2 separate regions of the Zea mays genome follow, and region 2 is linked to region 1. The links are chromatin contacts, called in public Hi-C maps. All regions are on one chromosome and are shown on one strand. Each heading gives the region's core, a stretch centred on a gene start, on an enhancer-like site or on the middle of the called end of the contact. The rest is flanking DNA. Distances are from core to core; before and after follow the strand shown. Region 1 holds the start of LOC103641487 (protein FAR1-RELATED SEQUENCE 5-like). Region 2 holds the start of LOC100285431.

What was found. Hi-C and Micro-C count contacts between places; a contact is called where the count stands out from the background.
Region 2: a contact with region 1 is called in a Hi-C map of endosperm, with 5 times the contacts expected there. The contact joins the promoter of LOC100285431 here to the promoter of LOC103641487 in region 1. A contact is called at or near these places in 4 of 25 Hi-C or Micro-C datasets (ear, endosperm, leaf and 1 more).

What each region holds. Positions count from the first base shown.
Region 1 is chr10:100,605,271-100,608,979 of Zm-B73-REFERENCE-NAM-5.0, forward strand. LOC103641487 (protein FAR1-RELATED SEQUENCE 5-like) reads right to left here and starts at 2,059. Exons shown (of 3, transcript XM_020545878.1): 1 at 1,854-2,059; 2 at 1-1,772. The coding sequence starts at 1,885.
Region 2 is chr10:100,802,761-100,806,469 of Zm-B73-REFERENCE-NAM-5.0, forward strand. LOC100285431 reads left to right here and starts at 1,880. Exons shown (of 14, transcript NM_001398707.1): 1 at 1,880-2,164. The coding sequence starts at 2,038.

The sequences.
Region 1 (3,709 bases), core at 809-3,308:
TTGCATCAAACTTTGGATTCTCAATTACAATTCTACCATTCTTGTCCTGTACAGTGCCACTTCGTGCTTGTCGTGTCCACCGTTTCAATATATATTGTGTAGGCAATGACTTGATATTCATTAAATCAAGAACTTTCAAAGCATGAGCACATATTATACCAATTCTATTAAATAAGTTGCAACTACATATTGCTGTTTGGTCCAAAGGATTACCGATTACTATGTACTCCTCGTCAAGGACTACATCTTCACCGAGGCTCCCGGTTGCAACAAGGTATTCATTGTTTCCATCCAATACCTTAGCACATGCTGTCATGGACCTTTCATATTGACCTTGAAAAGCTTCAAACACAATAGGTGTGTATGATTTACTTGCCTGCAACAACATAGGTATCTTTATTATGACCCTTGGTATTTTTTTCCTTGATTCAAATTCTGAGTTTAGCTCATTGTTTCTTTTTCCTTGCACCACCCTTTCAAAATGTTTAAGAAAGCGAATAATGTCAAAATCTGATTTGAAATGAATTTTCAAATCATTGTTTAGGCTCTCACTTAATTGCGTGCTTCGCATGCCCAATGTGCAAACATGTTTCATATAACATTCAGCCCATTTTTCTTTTAACTTGTAAATGCTATCTAACCAAGATTGCTTTTCTACCTTTGTCCTCAAGATGGCAAATTCTCTTTCAAATTTTTCCTTGTCCTCATACTCAAACATGCATGCACTAAAATCAGCAAGAACATTTAAGCCTTTTTCCTTTTGACGAAGAGGCAAATGTTTTATAGCATTCTGCATTATGTGAAAGCTGCACAATCCATGCCATGTCTCTTGAAACACTTGCTCAATCGCCTTTCCCATTGCATAATCTTGGTCTGTGTAGATTGTTTTGGGTTGCTTTCCACTATGTGCTTGTAGAAAAGTCTCAAAGAGCCATTTGAAAGACTCAAATGTTTCATCATACATTAGAGCAGCACCAAAAACTATAGTTTGTCTAAACTGATTGAATCCAACAAAGACACCGAAAGGCCGGCTCTCTCTATTCGTCCCAAAAGTAGTGTCAAACGAAACAATGTCACCAAAGTGTATATAATCGGCAATCATTCTAGCATCAGCCCAAAATATATTTGCAATCTTCTCTTCAGCATCCATTTGTGTCGCATATTGGAACGCCGGATTCTCTACCATTTTATCCTGGAAATATTTGAGCATGCTTCCAGCTTGACCATATACCATCTCTCGTTGTCGCTTGCCACGCAAATAGTTTTTATGGTCACGAATGGTGTAACTCAAATTAAGCGGCCCACCCACTTGGCGACATGCTAATTCATGTGATGCTTTTGGTCCTATTCCCGAGTCATCAGCTGTTTCAATTTCAAAAGCTTGCAAATCTGAAATTTTCCTTTGTGACACCATCAAGTGGAATGTTTCTGGCAAGTGAAGGTTATGGTTGTGTTCTAAATTCAAATCATAAACTTTGTATCCACCAAACTCTTTATCTTTTACAAGTCCCATACGCACTTCACAATCAGTTCTAGTTTCAGCTCGATGACACTTTACTTCATACCCCTTTTTATCTTTCCCTCGATGACCTTGATTAGCACAAACAAATCTACATGACGTGACGTTTCCATCAATCTTACTTGTATTTGAGTACCTTTTTCTAACATCAAAACCTTTTTGACCACTATACGCTAACCAAAATCTCCAGCCCTCATCTGGATTTCTGAATTTCATTCCAATACGAGGAATCAAACAGGGCAACACATTCTCCCTAAAAAAGACAACTAAAATTTAAAAGAAAGGAACAAATGGACCATGATATTAGGAATAAAAATAAAGTGGTGCATCTCACATGTTTGATCCGTTGGTCGCATCTTCCTCCATCTTTGCTTCTCAGCTTTTTGCCTTGTCCGTTAGTTGGTTCCCTTCGTCGCTGTCTCTCTGTATTTGGTGCTTTTTGCCCTGTCCGTTGGTTCCTTTTGTCACTGTCTCTCTGTATCTGGCGCCAAAACAGGCAGCCTTTCCCGCTGCTTTTTCCTCCCACGGTTTTCCCTCCGTTGCGCTGTGCTCCTGGATGAAAGAAATAAGAAACGAAGAAAAGAAGTGGGCCAGAATTACACTGTTGGGCCGCTCCATACACTACTGAGGGAGAGGACAGCAGATCACCGTTGGTTTGAAGATCGACGAGCGCACGGCAGGCTGCCGTAAGGCAGCGGATCTGGTTCCGTTATTCTAACCAGGGTCAGCGAGTTGTTTTCTGTCCACGTTCCCGTGTCCGTGCAGACTTGTGCTTTGCAATTCATCTTCCCCGAGCCCGCCCTTTTGCCATAGTTCTGCTTTCAGCTGGTGACCGCGCCCTCCACCTCTCAACCCCACCATGGCTAGGTCGTCTCGAGGAGTGGCTCGCTCGTGTCGCTCACATTTGGTAATTACCTTAGGCTAGTGAAGCTCGTGGAGCTTTCCTTTTCAGTTCTACTACCATATCTCATCGTGAACGCCGCGGCACCGCTGGTGAACGCCGCTGGGATCGGCCTTCCCGTGGCGGACCTTGTTTGGGGACGGTTGCGTGTGGGCTCTTGGGTTGGTTTGTTCCGTGGTGAGCCACTTGTGTTTTCTTCGCCGTAGCCGAGAGCTCCACTGTGCTGTGGCACCGTGGGGACCGCCGGAGTTGGCCCCGTCGCCGACGCCCGCGAAGACAGCACGGGCGCATGCAGGTCTGAGGCTTAGGGCTTCAGGCGCGGTTTTTCTCCGGTGTTGGGGGCCGGCTGAGCCGAAATCGGTCCAGGCCTTGTATACTATTTCTATTTATTGTTTACCTGTCCCCTTGCTAATTGTGCCAAAAAATCCTAGAGAAATGATAAAATCGTAGGACCAATTTTATTAGGTGTCTAAAATCAAGGGCTGCCTGGTAGAAATATTCTTAGAATTTTTTGTAGCAAGTAGATAATTTTAGATGAATAAAAGGTGCCTTAAAATGTTTATCTGAAATTTTAGTAATAAAAATAAAGCACTAAAAATTAGGTGAAAAATTATGCAAGCTTATCTTGGTCTTATGAACCTTTGGGTAAAGTTTAGAACTGTTTAGACAAGATTTGCTTAGCAAACTAATTATCGCTAAAAAGGAATAGAGTTTTACCCTAGGCAATTAGGGCACCTAATGTCTTAGTGAATTATGAAGTTGTTTAGCAAGTTTTGAATGGTTAGATGAGTTCTAAGGCTAAGTAGCTCCCTGATAGTTATGGCTTGTGATGATAGCCTGTAAATGTAATCTTGTAATGATTTGGAATACCTTCCTTGCTAATAGCATAAGCTCAGGCATTCATAATCATGGCATTTCATGTAGAATATAAAGAAGAAGTGATTTTTGAAGGATCCTACTCCAGTGATGTTGATCTAGTGGTGGATTTCATCCAACTGTTTCTTGTGTTAGAAGATCTCAGATCTCTTCCTGTAATAAGGCAAGCCCCAGTGCATTTGCACCTTCCTTGTGTTTTAAATGTTATATCACCTTATCTGATGCATTAGGCGATAGGAGTTGTGTGACAAACAATTGATGCATTAACATTCCTTGTAATTTGATTACTATTCCTTGATCTCTATTTTATAAAAAGAACTATTACTGCTTAGTCCTGCTTAGAAACTCAAAAATAGTCTGATTTTCAAAAGAATGATGTGAAACATTGGTTATGGGCTTTTTGATTCAAAAAT
Region 2 (3,709 bases), core at 630-3,129, 200 kb after region 1:
TCTCTTCACTGTCACACGTAGTAGCAGTAATTTTTCTTTTTTGGGTCTCACTCATATCAACTTGGGTCTCAATACCAAATTGTTCTTCCTCCAAAGCTCTATATTGACTAGTGTTTATGTCCATATTGAACCCATTTTCATTGTTCAAATCAACACCATCTTCTAATAAGTCAAAAAATGAACTCTGCATACCATTAATAGTTGGACTAGGTGTACTTATCTGCACATAATCTTCTTGTCCAGTTTTGTTGGCAACCTTGCATTCTTTTTCTAAGGATCGCCTACAGTTCTCCCCTTCTGCTATTTTACCTGCATAAGCACAAGAAAATCAGCAACGAGTACAATCTATGTTAAGGTAAAAAACATAAGTAAAGACTCATACCATTATAAATCTCATGCAGATCATCATAGAAAGGGAATGATCTACCATCCCATCTCTGTAAATTCTTTAGTAGATCAGCCCATACCCCACCCACAGTGGTAGCCATTTTCAGATCATTATCCCAACCGAAGCCACTATTTGACACAATGATCTTCACAACATTGTAGTCCTTTTTTAGCCTTTGCTCTCTATCCTTCAACCGTGACACTACAAAGTTTGCTGATGTAAACCTTTCATTAATACGTTGTGTCATACTGTTCCATGCCTCTTTGGTCCATCCATTCTGCGCACGATATCTTGGTGAGTTGTACTCTTTGAGGATGCTCACAAAAAACCATGTTCTTCCTTCATTCCAATCCGCTCTAATCTCAATTTTCCCTAGAACAAACAAAATTCAAATGAAATAACCAAACAGGGATCACCAGAGAAGTGCTAAACTATGCAAATGACACGTACCAGCCTTGTCTTCCTTCCGAGATACCACTCGCATGTTGGGAGCGACAGGGAGGCGAGGGAGCTGGGCTGCAGTGTCACGGACGAGGCTCACGACGAGAGTTCCTAGGGATGGAGGTTCACGGCGAGAGTTCACGGGGACGGCGCGGCCGCTGGGGTCTGAGGGAGCTGGGGGAGACGACGCGGCCGCGGGGGTCCGAGGGAGCTGGGGGCGACGGCGCGGCCGCGGGATCCGAGGGAGCTGGGGGAGACGGCGCGTCCGCGGGGTCCGAGAGAGCTGGGGGCGACGGCGCGGCCGCGGGTTCCGAGGGAGCTGGGGGTGACGGCGCGGCCGCGAGTTCAGAGGGAGCTGGGGGCGACGGCAGCTACCGCGACAGGGAGACGTCGGTGAGCGGCTCACGGCTCACGGCGATGGAGAAATCCTGGGGCGGCGTAGGGACGACGAACCCTGGGGAGGCGGCGGCTATGGAGAAATGGCGGCGGTCGAGGAACCCTAGGGAGGCGGCGCAGGTCTCCGTGATGGAGAAATGGCTGGCAGCGGGTTCTGTGAGAGGACAGAGAGAAAACAGAAGGCGCGAGACGGGTCAGGTGGAGGGAAAATTGCGCGCCAACGTGCGCGCGTGAAGAAAAACTTGGATTGGGACCTGTGTGTCAAATACTATAAAAATACCACAGTTCTGGCTAAACTACGGTATTAGAAACTCTGTTTTCTAATAATCTTCCAAACAAGTTTTGGTTTAGAATACTCTAGTATTAACTAATACCACGATATTTCTCAAAAACCTTAAAAAAAATTCCGCTTCCAAACGGGGCCTTACGGTCCGCCGTTGGAGACGTCTAACACACCGTATAAAATATTTGTAAACAGAATCGAAGTGAAGCGGGGGGACAGATGTGCGCCAGCGAGGCATAAGCAGAATGAGGCATCACCGCATGACCGCATCAGCTCATCGCATCGGCCGCTTTGCTTTGCTTGCTGCTCTCTTCTCTCCGCTTTCCGCCGCGGTGCAAGGCCAGCGAATTCCATTTCCTTCCGCGTCTGTCCCCAAAAGCGGGAGGCCCGCCGCCGGAACGAGCCAGCAAAGCCAAGCAAGCATATTGACGGAGGAGGCGGAACGGCGGAAGCGTGAATCCGGAGGCTCTGCAGCTGTTCTCCAGAAGCAGCCGACTGGGTGTCCGTCCGCGGACCGGTCGGTGTATAAATGGTTGGCGAGGAGAGCGGCTGCGGCGTCGAGGGAGGGACAGGAGGAGGAGAAGTGCCGGCGGCCTCTGCTCCCAACGGGGACCGCTCAGGGAATAGCCGCCTCGCCGTGCCGTCATCCTCCGCAGGTGATCTCCCGCATCCTCCGCTCTCCTGCCTCGTTGGATTTGGGTTTGCTGCTGCCTACATGTGTCGGTTGGGGTCGGGGGTTTTGTCCCCGACGCCGCAGGTTGTGTCCTTGGAACCACGGACCGGCAACCGCCTGCTTAGATATCTGCTCGCTTTTGAGCAGTTCATCTTCAATCTGATGATCCGATCGGGGTTTTGGTGTCGGTTGGTCCTCGTCTAGGGGTTGCTTTTCGTGCACAGCGCAGCATGTCGTCCGGCTGTGAATGGTGATTAGTAGGACAAGGCGAGCAGGAATCAACAGCTATGCCCTATGGCGTGGGGAGAGGTTTTGTTGTGCGCATTTTACAGGATGGGGTGAATCAGTGAACTCTGATGCTCAGGACGCTGAGGTTTGCCTAGTTTTGGTGCTCCCACAAGTCATAAACCGGGATGGCATAACAAGAGAGTGCTAAATTTGAGTGGCAAAATATCAATTTTTTTCCTATTTCGAAGGGGTGCCAATTGTGCGTAATTTCTTTTGTTGGATGCTAATTTTAGGTGTTGGCACTTGGTGCATCTGTATTGATCTCACTGAATGGATCTAGTTTGGCAGTCATAGTTTCGGATGTGTCATGTGTGTTTGTGCTGCTGGACTTTCTTTGTTTTGGGACCGTGGTTTCTTGGACCTAAATAGAAACCTAACTCCTTGGGTGTATAGACTGTGTGCTTGAACTCCTATTTCTAGGACGTAAGCTAATCTGTTAGCTGAACTGGACTTTACTATACAAATATGATACACATTGGCAGACAGGTTTGCACTTCTTGCTACTAAAGTCTTTGATTGTGTCTCTGTTAGTCACACAATCTAGGATCATATTGTTTAGTTTGCACTTTTTCACAGTTCAATTGCTTGCTGAAACATGGCTGATATATAGATGAGGCGTTTACCATGCTAGTCTTTCTTTTTTTTAGATAATGGAAACATAGTCCGACCTTGACCTCTAGAGAGGCTACGGCCAACGTTTACAACTGAAGGCAGCTTACTGCCTTGACACATAACACGACTGCACTCAAGACCACCTATGACAAGACCAAAGGTATTACAATGTTAATCGCCAAGCAGCTCCCCATCCGAAATTGCGAAAAAACTTTAGTAGCACCATCTCCATCTTGTGACATGAAGATTTTATTAACTCTTGGTCCTCCATCTTAAGCTGCAGCTGTGCCCAGAAGCGACACCAATATGTTGCCCTGTCTTTCTAAGTTTCTAGGGTTGTTGGATAAGCTCATTGAAATGAAATCAGTGACCTGGACATTATGTGTGCCATGTTGTAGATGCAATATTTAAGTTTTAGTATTTTTTGTATTTGAATAATAATGTGGATTTTCATTGTTTGTGTTCTCTGGCCATTTCTATTAAATATATGTTTTTCTGAAGGCTATTATTAACCTAATTGGTCATTCCAAGTATAATATAATGGCTGTTTGGCACAGCTTATTTCTTAGCTTCTCCACAGATTGAGCAGAACTGTACTAAACAACAGCATCCTCCAGCCACTTACTAG